Linked DNA regions of Triticum aestivum: region 2 is linked to region 1. A link is a contact called in public Hi-C data. All regions are on one chromosome and are shown on one strand. The core of a region is the stretch at or near the end of the contact, and the rest is flanking DNA. Distances in the headings are between cores, read along the strand shown. Region 1 holds the start of LOC123138191. Region 2 holds the start of LOC123138195 (phosphatidylinositol transfer protein 3).

Region 1 (7,758 bases), core at 785-3,284:
ACAACTTACGAGCTGGGCAGATTCACGAACAAGGGCATTTTCAGTATGAAGAAAGAGTGATCTCTGTTGTTGAGATAGTTTGAATCCCATCTCTGCAGCTCTTTTTGAGTATCTGTCTGCATTGAATTCATTTCCTTGCCTCTTTGCCTCTAGCGATCTAGCAAACTTTATGCTCTTCTTCAATGCTAAAGAAAGGTTTGACAGAGATGGAATTAATATTAGTAAAATGATCAATTGTGAACAAAGAAAGAAACCACACTACGTGTACTGCTTAGAGAGAGGGGGGGGGGGGGGGAGGGGGAGAGTGAATTGAATATGCCGAGAATTACCACCAAGCCGGCTTCTTGCATCCTGATAATGGAGATTAGTCCACATAAAAGCAGCTGTTCGGACAGGAATAAAGAGATAAGGTGTATGTTCACATGGCATCATAATGACACATACAATACATGTGGAAGCAAGAAATTCATGTAAACATACCCTTAAGACAGAAAGAGCAAGTGCAAGACTTTGTAGCACATGATTTTTCCAAGCCACCAACCTCCATTGGAGGATGCTGGACATTTGTACATGTCATGTCATCACGAGCTGTAGCGTCAAATGAAGACTGCGAATTCTGATTTCCTGGTGATACAACCATCTCCTCTTGAGTCAGACATTCACCCTCATTAGTCTTATCATTAATTACAATCTTACTAGCCTCACTGGCATATGGCAGCAACTCACTATCAGTGTCTTCATCATCTTCCCCTTCACAGCCACCCTCTGATTCCAAGGAAGACTCCGCCTTGTCGTTGAGGCCAGAAGAATCCAAAGATACGCAACGATTCCTCGCGTCATCATCATCCTTGGATAGTAGCCCAGCTGCCTGAGCAGCCATGTGCTGAACCTTGGCTCCACGGAAAATTGAAGTCCTTGCGAAGTCCTCTTTGCCAATACCATCAACCAGAACTTCAAAAAGGTTTCCTGATGCCCCAGCATTGGCCTTTGCCTTTTCATCAGACTCTTTCCTAGGGTCAGCGACCTTTTCGACCCGACTAATCTTGACTCCACCTGCATTCTTCTCCAGATCGCATGAGGCTGGCCGCTTGCCAAGGACATTTGTCAGGTCTCCAAAGGCCCGCCGGACACTGCCCTGGGTGTTTTCAGTCATTGCAGCTTCCAGGTACTCACCAACTTGACAAGATTAACAGCAAAATCGCGGCCGACAACCATATAATACAACTGCATTGATCAATTCAGAAACAAAATACAATGTGAGTGATGTATTCATACTGTGTTGAGAAAGAAGGGGGTAAATGCACATAAGCATGGTTTAGATTTTAGAGCCAAAACAAAGGGCTAATGTTTGCGAATAGTGAAAATGGTTGTGCCGTCTTATATACAGGACAACGGGAAGCAAAAGGAATCCCATGTGCTCGGAGGCTAGGAGCTAACTGAATATTCAGCGTAAATCAAGCCGACTAAGTGCCAATGGATGCAAAATTGGATGAGATCGAGGGTTTCTGAGACGGAATCCTCCCGCTCTCGCCCCCCAAAAGAATACATAGGACGTAATGCGCGTTAATTCCGCAGAGTTGACAACGATTTAGCGGGGAAATAGGGTTCCATTCCGTCGTCTTAGTACAAAGTAGAGTCGCTACAAAAACATGGAAACGGCGAGTCTATCGTCAGGATGGATCAACGGGGATTCCAGCTCTACACCGGAAGGGGGGGAAGCCGAATCTGACAGGAAACATGGTGGGGCGGTGGCCTCACCCCCCAGCCTCCCGCGTAGTAGCCACCGGGCCAAAACCTACAGATGCGGTGGCGAGACGGAGAGGAGGGGTAGGGTTTGGGGGCGCAGACCTCGCCGCGGGACGCCCGCCGTTCCTCCCGAGATCGCCCTCCGGAGCGGGGGGCGCGCGAGGAGAGTGGGGTGGGGTGGGAAGGGACTCTCTCTCTCTCTCTCTGGTTGTGGGGGTGGGGGTGGAGGCGAAAAGGGTTGGAGCGGGGCGGGGCGGCGCGAGCGGGGAAGGCCTGGCGCCTGGCGGTCCCGGGTTGCGCGCGCTCGCGTTCGGAGATTTGGGCGCCGTGCCCGTGCGCGCGCGCCGGGCGCGGGAGGTTCCGCTCGGGTCGGCGCGCGTTGGTTGGTAGGAATAGGATGGACCTGCCCCGCCACGGGTCCGTCGCGTCGGTCGTTCGGCGTTCCGTGGATCTGCTCCGATGCCGCAACGCTAGGCGTCGGTGCAGCGAATCGTGCACCCGGATCGGCCACCTCCACCGCCGTCGGATCTCTCTTACATACGAGATCAGGCACTATAAGTAAACAAGAGAGAGTGGAGTTGTATCTTAAAGCATCTCCGGCCGTTTGTCCCCTAGGACGCCGAAAAAACGCCGTCTGGGCCGAGCCGGCGTTAATTTCGATGTCGGGGCGAACGTGTTGCCAGTCGCCGCCCCCAAATCGACACAACTCGACACAAACATGACACAAACTCGGCGATTTCATTCAAATTTGTACAAAAACAGCAAACATGATTTAAAAACAAGTACGCCTAGCCCTACTACGTCGTTGTCGGCGTCCGCCTTCTACATGCCGAGGAGCCTGTAGAACCGGGTGTAGTCATCGTCATCATCGTCGTCGCCGCCCTGCGTGGTGCCGCCCCCGTCCCTGCTGCACCCCTGACCAGGGTCGCCGACGCGCGAAGGGTTGGACGGCCCGAGCGCGTCCTCGTCGTCACTGTCGAGGACGACAACGACGCCCTCACCGCGTCCGCGGTGTCGAGCTTTGATCTCCTCATAGGCCCGGCGCTGGCGCTCCACCAGCTCGCGGACGTAGTCCGCCTTCGCCCACTTGAGGATGGTCTCGTCATCGGCGGCCATCTCCTCGTGCTCCTTCTTCACGGGGAGCAACCCCGGCTCGGTCTTCGACCGAACGAGGCGGAGGGAACGAGGGGATGGGCGGTCGCCCTCATTGATGACTGCGGCTCTGGCTTGACGGGGCGGAGCGTCGGCGACCCGAAGGGAAGCGAGTCAGAGCCCGCCGACGAGGAGGTAGCCATCTCCATTCGCCGTGGCATCCAGGAACTACCGCGACGGTGATAGAAGGGCGGGGGCGCCGGGTACTCGAGGTGCGGCGTGTTGCCGGCCTCGAGGGTGCGGCCGGAAATGCCCCACCATTAGCGCCGCCCGTCGGAGTTGAGGCATCCACAGGGCACGGTGTCGTTTGTGGAGGCGACCTGATCGGCGTGGCGACAATCGAAGTACATCGTCCATAGCATGTGGCTGTCGACGGCGTACCTCGGCTCATTCCGTTGCGCCTCCGACAGCGACGAACGGATGCGCGCTATCTCGGCATGCCGTTCGGCATCGGTGGGCGCTAGGGGCACCGGGACGCCGCCGGCGCTCTGTTGGGGAACGTTGCAGAAAATTAAAAAATTTCCTACGGTTTCACCAAGATCCATCTATGAGTTCATCTAAGCAACGAGTCATGGAAGATGCATCTACATACCACTTTGTAGATCGCGAGCGGAAGCGTTCAAAAGAACGGGGTTGAAGTAGTCGTTCTCGTCGTGATCCTATCACCGGAGATCCTAGCGCCGAACGGACGGCACCTCCGCGTTCAACACACGTACGGAGCGGATGACGTCTCCTCCTTCTTGATCCAGCAAGGGGGAAGGAGAGGTTGATGATGATGGCTCCAGCAGCAGCACAACGGCGTGGTGGTGGTGGAACAGCAGCACTCCGGCAGGGCTTCGCCAAGCACGTGACGGAGGAGGAAGAGGTGTAGCAGGGGGAGGGAGGCGCCAGAACTGCAGGGTGCGGCTGCCCCCTCCCCCCCCCTTTATATAGGCCCCCAAGGGAGGGCGCTGGCCCTGGGAGATCCAATCTCCCAAGGGGGGCGGCGGCCAAGGGGGTGGAGTACCCCCCAAGGCAAGTGGGCCCCCCCCTAGGGTTTCAACCCTAGGCGCAGGGGGTGGGCCAAGGGGGGCGCGACAGCCCACTATGGGCTGGTTCCCCTCCCCACTTCAGCCCTTGGGGCCCTCCGGGATGGGTGGCCCCACCCGGTGGACCCCCGGGACCCTTTCGGTGGTCCCGGTACAATACCGGGCGACCCCGAAACTTTCCCGATGGCCGAAATATCACTTCCTATATATAATTCTTCACCTCCGGACCATTCCGGAACTCCTCGTGACGTCCGGGATCTCATCTGGGACTCCGAACAACATTCGGTATGCTGCATACTCATATTCATACAACCCTAGGCGTCACCGAACCTTAAGTGTGTAGACCCTACGGGTTCGGGAGACACGTAGACATGACCAAGATGGCTCTCGGGCAATAACCAACAGCGGGATCTGGATACCCATGTTGGCTCCCACATGCTCCTCGATGATCTCATCGGATGAACCACGATGTCGAGGATTCGAACAACCCCGTATACAATTCTCTTTGTCAATCGGTACGTTACATGCCCGAGACTCGATCGTCGGTATCCCAATACCTCGTTCAGTCTCGTTACCGCAAGTCACTTTACTCGTACCATAATGCATGATCCCATGACCAAACACTTGGTCACTTTCAGCTCATTATGATGATGCCTTACCGAGTGGGCCCAGAGATACCTCTCCGTCATACGGAGTGACAAATCCCAGTCTCGATCCGTGTCAACCCAACAGACACTTTCGGAGATACATGTAGTGCACCTTTATAGTCACCCAGTTACGTTGTGACGTTTGGTACACCCAAAGCACTCTTACGGTATCCGGGAGTTACACGATCTCATGGTCTAAGGAAGAGATACTTGACATTGAAAAAGCTCTAGCAAAACGAACTACACGATCTTGCGCTATGCTTAGGATTGGGTCTTGTCCATCACATCATTCTCTTAATGATGTGATCTCGTTGTCAATGACATCTAATGTCCATAGTCAGGAAACCATGACTATCTGTTGACCAACGAGCTAGTCAACTAGAGGCTCACTAGGGACATGTTATGGTCTGTGTATTCACACGTGTATTACGATTTCCGGATAATACAGTTATAGCATGAATAAAAGACAATTATCATGAACAAGGAAATATAATAATAACCATTTTATTATTGCCTCTAGGGCATATTTCCAACAGTCTCCCACTTACACTAGAGTCAATAATCTAGTTACATTGTGATGAATCGAACACCCATAGAGTTCTGGTGTTGATCATGTTTTGCTCGCGAGAGAGGTTTAGTCAACGGATCTGCGACATTCAGATCCGTATGTACTTTGCAAATATCTATGTCTCCATCTTGAACATTTTCACGGATGGAGTTGAAACGACGCTTGATGTGTCTGGTCTTCTTGTGAAACCTGGGTTCCTTGGCAAGGGCAATAGCCCCAGTGTTGTCACAGAAGAGTTTGATCGGCCCCGACGCATTGGGTATGACTCCTAGGTCGGTGATGAACTCCTTCACCCAAATTGCTTCATGCGCTGCCTCCGAGGCTGCCATGTACTCCGCTTCACATGTAGATCCCGCCACGACGCTCTGCTTGCAGCTGCACCATACTGCTCCACCATTCAACATATACACGTATCCAGCTTGTGACTTAGAGTCATCCAGATCTGTGTCGAAGCTAGCGTCGACGTAACCCTTTACGACGAGCTCTTCGTCACCTCCATAAACGAGAAACATGTCCTTCGTCCTTTTCAAGTACTTTAGGATATTCTTGACCGCTGTCCAGTGTTCCTTGCCGGGATTACTTTGGTACCTTCCTACCAAACTTACGGCAAGGTTTACATCAGGTCTGGTACATAGCATGGCATACATAATAGATCCTATGGCTGAAGCATAGGGGATGACACTCATCTCTTCTTTATCTTTTGCCGTGGTCGGGCATTGAGCCGAGCTCAATCTCACACCTTGCAATACAGGCAAGAACCCCTTCTTGGACTGATCCATTTTGAACTTCTTCAAAATCTTATCAAGGTATGTGCTTTGTGAAAGACCTATGAGGCGTCTCGATCTATCTCTATAGATCTTGATGCCTAATATATAAGCAGCTTCTCCAAGGTCCTTCATTGAAAAACACTTATTCAAGTAGGCCTTAATGCTGTCCAAAAGTTCTATATCATTTCCCATCAAAAGTATGTCATCTACATATAATATGAGAAATGCTACAGAGCTCCCACTCACTTTCTTGTAAACGCAGGCTTCTCCATAAGTCTGCATAAATCCAAACGCTTTGATCATCTCATCAAAGCGAATGTTCCAACTCCGAGATGCTTGCACCAGCCCATAAATGGATTGCTGGAGCTTGCATACTTTGTTAGCCTTCTTAGGATCGACAAAACCTTTCGGCTGCATCATATACAGTTCTTCCTTAAGATGTCCATTAAGGAATGCTGTTTTGACGTCCATCTGCCATATCTCATAATCATAGTATGCGGCAATTGCTAACATGATTCGGACGGACTTCAGCTTCGCTACGGGAGAGAATGTCTCGTCGTAGTCAATCCCTTGAACTTGTCGATAACCCTTAGCGACAAGTCGAGCTTTATAGACGGTAATATTACCATCCGCGTTCGTCTTCTTCTTAAAGATCCATTTGTTTTCTATCGCTTGCCGTTCATCGGGCAAGTCTGTCAAAGTCCATACTTTGTTTTCATACATGGATTCTATCTCGGATTTCATGGCTTCAAGCCATTTGTTGGAATCTGGGCCCGCCATTGCTTCTTCATAGTTCGAAGGTTCACCGTTGTCCAACAACATGATTTCCAGGACAGGGTTGCCGTACCACTCTGGTGCGGAACATGTCCTTGTGGACCTACGAAGTTCAGTAGCAACTTGATCCGAAGTACCTTGATCATCATCATTATTTTCCTCTTCAGTTGGTGTAGGCATCACAGGAACATTTTCCTGAGCTGCACTACTATCCCGTTCAAGAGGTAGTACTTCATCGAGTTCTACTTTCCTCCCACTTACTTCTTTCGAGAGAAACTCTTTTTCCAGAAAGGATCCGTTCTTGGCAACAAAGATCTTGCCCTCGGATCTTAAGTAGAAGGTATACCCAATGGTTTCTTTAGGGTATCCTATGAAGACGCATTTTTCCGACTTGGGTTCGAGCTTTTCAGGTTGAAGTTTCTTGACATAAGCATCGCATCCCCAAACTTTTAGAAATGACAGCTTAGGTTTCTTCCCAAACCATAATTCATACGGTGTCGTCTCAACGGATTTAGATGGTGCCCTATTTAAAGTGAATGTAGCTGTCTCTAGAGCGTATCCCCAAAATGATAGCGGTAAATCGGTAAGAGACATCATAGATCGCACCATATCCAATAGAGTGCGATTACGACGTTCGGACACACCGTTACGCTGAGGTGTTCCAGGCGGCGTGAGTTGTGAAACGATTCCACATTTTCTTAAGTGTGTACCAAATTCGTGACTTAAATATTCTCCTCCACGATCCGATCGTAAGAATTTTATCTTTCGGTCACGTTGACTCTCTACTTCATTCTGAAATTCCTTGAACTTTTCAAAGGTCTCAGACTTGTGTTTCATCAAGTAGACATACCCATATCTACTCAAGTCATCAGTGAGAGTGAGAACATAACGATATCCTCTGCGAGCCTCAGTGCTCATTGGACCGCACACATCGGTATGTATGATTTCCAACAAGTTGGTTGCTCGCTCCATTGTTCCGGAGAACGGGTCTTGGTCATTTTGCCCATGAGGCATGGTTCGCATGTGTCAAATGATTCATAATCGAGAGACTCTAAAAGTCCATTAGCATGGAGCTT
Region 2 (7,371 bases), core at 2,608-5,107, 480 kb before region 1:
GATTTGTCTTTGCGATGTAGTGGTAGTGAAATTTACTTCTGAATCAAACCACCACTACGGGTCCTAAGAGACATATATCACTAACCAATCTATTCAAGTCGATTCAATCTGTTCAAATCAATCCACAGAAGCTGATCCAATCTGTTCAAATCAATCCACAGAAGCTGCGCAATCCATTCAAGTTGATACACCGAAGCATGCGCGGCCAACTGTGCGCGGCGGCACGCTGCCGCCGCACCCATTGGTTCAGTATGTGTTTGTTTTGTTATAGTTTTTGAAATTTTGTTGTACGGTCTGCATATGCATACCTTCGAGCCAGCTCGAGAGTTTTTACGCCCAGCAGTCTATTTTTCCCCCCTACATATACTTCTTGAACACACTTAATTACGCTTCTCATATAGTCACATTCTCAGCTTTTTTGAAGTGCAGACCAACTTATGGAGAAAAAAATAACATGTAGAAGGTAAAAAAGATATGCAACTGATGAATCGTTCTTTGGCTTCTTTTCTATGAATCATCCAAGATACAACATCCATATGTGTGATATTCTACTTATATGGAGATCCCTCATCTAACGTCTACACCATCAGGTAGGAAGCAACACGCCCCAATTCAAAACTTGTCTCCATATATAATGAGCTCCTTCTCTATACATGTCCCAGAACCACTTGAACCCATCCCTGATTGGACATGAACATGTTACGTGAAAAATAAAAATAAAAACTGATTTGTGGAAATGTATTGGAATACTTTACGTAGGACCATGGGCCATAAGAACAGCACAAAATTTTGCACCACATTAGAAAAGATTTCTAATTTGCAACACAAAATAGGCATCCTATAAAAAAGACAATTCTTCTAATTTGCAGATATTCAAATTTCAACAATATGAAACCAATTGATGTATTATATAGTGCTAGCGAAAATAAGCATTTGCCGGTTTAGCAAACTGATACTTGAAAGCAGGTTAGCTAGGCGAGATACCATCTGGCCATCCATGAACCAACAAACTGGAAGAGCTACGTGAAATACCATCTGACCGTCCATGAACCAAACAAACTGGAAGCACACTACTACGGGAAAATAGTCTATGTAGGTGATAGCATCCAAGATCACTAAAATATTGTTTAGTATGGGCTTCCAGATGAACACATATTTCTGTCTATAGGCTTCCAGATGAACACATATTTCTGTCTATAGGCTTCCAGATGAACACATACTACAGTCTTGCCTATATTCCAATAACTCTGTGTGATTAACTGAATATGTACCAGCAGGCCAATAAAAATGGTACCTACAACACCATAAGGGTGTACCTCATACAGGTAGCGCCAAGCCAGAGACCCAGTCAATAGTTTGTGTCAACGTAAGTTCGCAGAATAACAAGTTCAGTCTGCATAAACATTATTTCTCTGTTGTAAGATTTTACACAGGTAATGAGTATGTTCTTATATATTTCATGCAATAATGGTGATCTGAACCATACTGAAGAAAAGCTATCCTAAGCTACTGCTTAACAAAAACTTCTCTCGTGAAGATATGTGTCATGGTAACTACAACACACTGCTTGAATCTATACAGTAATGGAAATACCTGAACTTGATAACAGTCAGGGTTAATCCTAGGTGTGTCGTTCTTACACTTTCTCTCCGTAGTGGGTCACGCATTTAATCATTGATCATTTTATCAATTACATTTAAAAAGCTGATTCTTAGATCTGTGATTGCAGCTGACATCAGGCACCTCATCTGTATTTCCCATGTGTAATTATAATGCAAGGTATAAAGAAAATTTATTACCAAATGTATCTAGAGCTCTGTCTCTTTACCTTATACACCTTCAGATTTCCCCCTTAATATTGAAAACCTTGCTGGGGAGGCTCGGCATAATACTCCCAGACCTATAATAGAAGTGTAAAAACAGATATATACAGTAAAATGGACATGCAGTAGCATATCTTGACTACTATTAAACTATTATCGGAAAAGAATTAAACTTCCTAATCTACAAAATTACCAAAAGATTATTGAAGACAACCCTACTAAAACAGGACAGAACCACAAATCGCAAATGCATATTGATTCGAGACTTGTTCAGTGTTCACTGCACAGTGGCACGCGAGGCCATTGTTTTCTATAGATGGCATAGATGTATTAAGAATTCAACATCCATTTACAGATTCAGAATAGTCCAAGGATAATTTAGAATAATCGGAGGAAAACTTTGCTCTCACATTGGCTGACATTGGTGAACAAAATTTAACTGAAATGTAAATAAGTTCAAGCCTGCAATATTTTGAATGCAAGACAGATCTGTTTGTGACTATTGCACATGAATTAAAACTCAGAACTGCATGACTTGATTAAAATCTAAGATCCCATGAATTCACAAGAAAAGCTATGATGTGGGAAAACTCAGCAAGTGATCTCACATATACGGGAAGCTAAAAGTTCAAGTGGGGTTTCCTTTTCCTCCGGAGAAGCCCATGTAAAACTGTTTTGGTCCAAAAGTGTAGGCTAACATATGACCACCTTATCCACTTGCAGAGATAATCTATTGTAACACTTTGTGTTCAGATCAATAGACACTTGTACTCCTCGATCTTGAATGTAGCAGTTGGGTAAAATAAATGGCAGTACATTATCTGATCTCATGAACCAACCTAACTCTGAATGATGGGCGAAGCAGAACAGGTAAGCGGGACAGTGAGAGCAACCCAAATTAAGACGGGGAGATGCACTTACAGGAAAGTATGTGAAGATATTTTTCACTTCGAATGCTTCCATGCAGCATCAGCGGGCCGAACATCCAGCAAAGAAAGAACTAATGAACAACATGAACCAACAAAACAAATCAAGATTAAGGCAAACAGTAACCAAGGGAGAGTAAAGAAAAATAGGACTGGGAAGGGACGGAGCCACACCAGTCGGAGTCTGCAACATGTGCTTGAAGGTGAGATGTACCGGCACATGATGACCTCGCCGGAGCTGAAGAACGAATCCACCATCCAGACCGTGAACCTGAAACTCACTAAACCAAAATATCAAAAATCAGATTAATCCAATCCATAGCGGTGAAATCAACTTGTAAATTGAGAATCAAATCGTGTTGCTATTGATCAATCATCAATCACTGTGAGCTGAGTCCACTGGACATCGTGAGTCAGGTAATGATGGATCATGAATTGGCAAAAATGAACATACCATTTGGGACGCAAGAATCCTTCTGTGGCCTCTTCCTCTCCTGTTTCGGCCGACGTCGCTTCTGGTGCAGTACTGGACTACTTGACGAAGGAAAGTATGTGACCATCGTTCATGCTCACGCTTGGCTCGGTTTGGTCAATTGCTAGAACACCTCGCATGCGAGCTGAACACCAGCGTCGCAGGAGGCAGCAAGCGAGGGGCTAGAGCTGGCGCGGGGCAGAGAGGCTGCTAGAGGAGGCTAGCGTGTCAACCTAGACACCATGTTCACGTACCTGCAGCAGAACAATCGTCTCCCGCCCAGCCTCCTCCGACGCCGGGCGCGTCCTCTTCCTCTGCCCGAGCTGCTTTTCCAAGACTCCAATGGCATTGCCGCCCCATCCTTCAATGCCAACACCACCACCGATAACCCAAGCAGCGATGGAGGAGCCCCTTGCCATATGGTATGTCCCCGTTTTGTGTTTTTCGTCGTCTTGGGGAAAGAAGAGCGGCGTACTGAAGGAGAGCGACGGAGCTCCCTCCGGCCGGTGGTAAGAGATGAGATGGAGGGCACGGGGAGAAGCTCCCTCCGGCGGCATCAAGAGATAAGGTGGAGGGTATGGGGAGGGGGCGTGGGGAATCGCTGCAGGCCGCTGGCTGACTCGATCTCGAGCGACTGCTCGGAGGCAATGAGAGGAGACGTGCGTCTCATTTATACAGAGGACAGGACGTCTCTAGATAAGTTGACGTGTCGATCTGACAATCCCTTTTTACCCTCAGGACTGCACGCGTGACATCCAGATTGACATGTTGTACACCCAAAAAACTTAAAAAAACAGAAAAAAGACGCGTGGGACCAACACACCTAAACCGGCAACAACCCTGTGAATCGAACGTGGAAAACGCGGAGACAGATAAAAAAAGGCAAGGACTCTCTGGAAACTGATGGTAGATAAGGCCACATAAATAGGTAACTACCACGCCAGGAGAGAAAACGCCTACAAACTCTTCCAGACACGCGTCATTTTTACACAGCGGTCAAAAAAAGTTCAAAAAAACCAGGGAAAAGGAACCCTTACGGGCCTAGTATTCTAGTTATGTGCGGTCTACTCTACCAAGAATATTGTTGGTTTAGCAACGGGGATAAATATTGGAGTTACCCTAAGTTTCATGTTTGTGACATTATCTACCTTACTATTCAGCAGCTTTTTTTCAATTTTTATTATTCAATTTCGTTCATGCAAACTGTTGCAATTTTTATTCTAATTTTTTTATTATTGTGTTATGACTAGTCGGCCCACATGTAAGTGTTGACTTGGATGCCATGTGGGTTGGTTAATTTGGCCAACCCGTTTTCTTTCGGTGCATCTGGTTTTTCTTTTTAGTTGTTTCAGCGAGTACTGTTGTTGTTGGGTGCCTCTCCCTCGCCTGCACGGGGCCATCCATCTGCACGCTGGAGTAGCGGCGTTGCTGGTGCAGTAAGCCCATGTTCACGGGATGGACAGGAAGCGGGGATACGCCGAGTGTGTGTTCGGCTCGGGAGTGATAGAAGACAAGACAGGAAGACGGAAGAGGTGAAACAGGAATAGAGGCACACCACGAACATGCCAGGACGCCCTACCGAGCTAGGGGAGCTCAAAAGCAATGACACCATTGTCAATGGAGGATACCGAAGCTGACGCTTGTGGGGTCACAGCTCGAGGATGAAGGGCTGCCTGGGAACAGCTACAAGAGCTTCATCACAACACCATAAGTCGATAAGGGGAGAACAAAGAGCGGGGACGTGACTGTAGCGACAGATCAATTATGGTCCCGACAGGACCAGAGACGAGGAAGGAAAAATGGGTGATGGTGATACATGGCTTCCCGAGTCGATTCCTCCGAAGGAGTTGCTCCGCTGGCCAAGATGAAACTGCGTGGTGAGGCATTGACATTAGGCGTGTGTTCTAAGGCATGGACAGTGGGTGCCATGCTCGGGGCTCTAATTGTTGTGGCCACATGAAAAGTTGGTACCGCTAGAACCGGAACCCAACAAGCATTTGAAGAAGTAAACCAGCCATTTGGCAGGCCAAGTCAACACTTACACGTGGGCCCAACCAATCAGAATGGCAAAAAAGGGTAGAAAGTGGCGACTATTTGTTTAAATTCAGTAAAAAAATATGTTAAATGGAGCACAATTTGAAATTTGGGGATAAAAATGGAATTTACTCCATATTAGCTAGCAAACAGGGCATTTTTTTTTTACAAATGAAGCTCGTTTCTAACTTAGACTTGGCATCAACATCATCAAGGACAACGATTGTATATCTCCTTTACAATCTTATTATTATTACTAGTTTGTTAGCCCTTGTGGCTGTTTTTTTAAAGGTAACAGTATCTTAGATTTGTTAATTATCAAGAAAAACAAATTTACACTAAAAATCATGTCGATTATCTTTTTTCCTTCGATAGTACGCCGACCATTGGAGATTGAAAATTTCAATAAATTGACATCATAGGAAAAGGACACCTGCAAACACCCTCGCCGCTTGAACTAGAAATTGTTGAAGAAACATCGGTTGGGGCATCACCCCCCACAACACACTGGTACAACTCTTCACCACAAATCCAAATGATTAGAGAAACAAGAGCAGACAAATCAAAAGAAGATGTTGAAGTCATCACACCAAAATACTACACAAGCCCTTCATCCATGTCGGATTGAACGTCATCGATGTAGGAAGCTATCGAAAAGGCTTATCTCAATGTGCATCGCCGTCGCCATCTCGCCGATCCTATCAGAAAACCAAAACATAAAGAGAACACAAACCTAGTAAAACTGAAAAAAAGACGACTATCGAAAATGCTTTATTTCAATGCGCATCGCCGACGCCATCCCGTCGATGCTAACAGAAAATCAAAACCTAAAAAGAACACAAACCTAGTAATGCTGACGAAAAAAACGAAAGAGTCGACTCCAAACTCATCTTGTCGTCGATGAGACCGCCGGACGGGAGAGCGAGGAGGATCAAGGCGGTGTCATGCAGAAGGCTTTGGTGCCGGCTAGGGTTGAAGGATGTGGGATGCATGTATAATTATTATGTTTCTATGGGTACTCGTCTAGCCTTTGTCACTGGTTGGTTACTTGGTTTACAGGAACCATGAGATATTCTCCCACGTGACATGATTGAAGTATGCAAGTGGGCCTAGTTGGTTCGACTTGGACAAGAAAAATGTCCTTGGTACTCTAGGTGTACGTTATCCCTTTTAAAATTTTCAGAATAAACCGCCCTGCTTGACATGAAGCAGTACAGTTAGGTCCACGAGTATATAAATTGGGTTGTTCCGCAGTTATGCAAGCATGGTATGCTAAGCTAGCTGTCACGATACTGTAGATCCAGGGTGCATGATTCACGTTTGCCGGGAACACGTGGTTCGATCCGTCCGCGTGGATTTTAGCAGCCGGAAATGACGGTCTATTGGGCAGGAGGTGACTTTTCTTTTGGAGCTGAACAGGACGTGACATGAGCAATGAGGTTTGTAGTTGTCTCGCTGGGGTGCTCCTTGTGGCTGTGTACAACAGTAATCGCAGAGAGCGATTTCTAATGGGCCGGCTAAGTCCAGTTTTTTTAAATGGTAGGATTGCTGCATTTATTAAGAAGTTTTTTTAATTAGCCAAAACCGAGCTAAAATCAGATTACCCGATTAATTATGAAAAACCGAGCGAAAGTCATCACAATCGATGAGCGGCACACAAGACCCACTCACAGCACTATAAAGAGGGCATTGCCGAGATAACGCACATGCGTCATCGTCATCACTCCTTCTCTAGAGAATTTACCGTCATTGTCGGCCCAATCAGAACCATGGTACCATGGGTCGGCGGAACGGAAATCCCTATTGGACGCTCGGTGCGTCATAATTTCGAGCAAACACACAGGCATCGAGCAGGATCGAGTGCATTGGACCGGCCCAGTTACGTCATCTGTCACCTGTCACGTTGGTTTTAGGAACCTTCTAGCAGGTTCCTGTCTGGTTTTATCGGTTTTGGGAACCTTCCAGAAGTTTCTCTGAAGCCGGTTTTTTCCTGTTACTTCTTTCTCTCTTTTTATTTTTAATTTTCCATTTTTCCCTTTTCCATTTCTCTTTTTATTTTCTTTCCTATGTAATTTCCTTTTTCAAGTTTTTTCCCTTTTCGACAAGTGGTCAGAAA

What was found. A called contact is a pair of places that touch in the nucleus more often than the background predicts.
Region 2: a Hi-C map of leaf shows a contact between it and region 1, with 2.9 times the contacts expected there. The contact joins the promoter of LOC123138195 here to the promoter of LOC123138191 in region 1. A contact is called at or near these places in 2 of 5 Hi-C or Micro-C datasets (both in leaf).

The regions. Positions count from the first base shown.
Region 1 is chr6B:590,773,163-590,780,920 of IWGSC CS RefSeq v2.1, reverse strand. It overlaps LOC123138191, which reads right to left and starts at 2,034. Exons shown (of 6, transcript XM_044558117.1): 1 at 1,849-2,034; 2 at 727-1,224; 3 at 481-624; 4 at 330-383; 5 at 10-185. The coding sequence starts at 1,153.
Region 2 is chr6B:591,254,164-591,261,534 of IWGSC CS RefSeq v2.1, reverse strand. LOC123138195 (phosphatidylinositol transfer protein 3) reads right to left here and starts at 3,857. Exons shown (of 8, transcript XM_044558125.1): 1 at 3,204-3,857; 2 at 2,924-3,030; 3 at 1,829-2,823.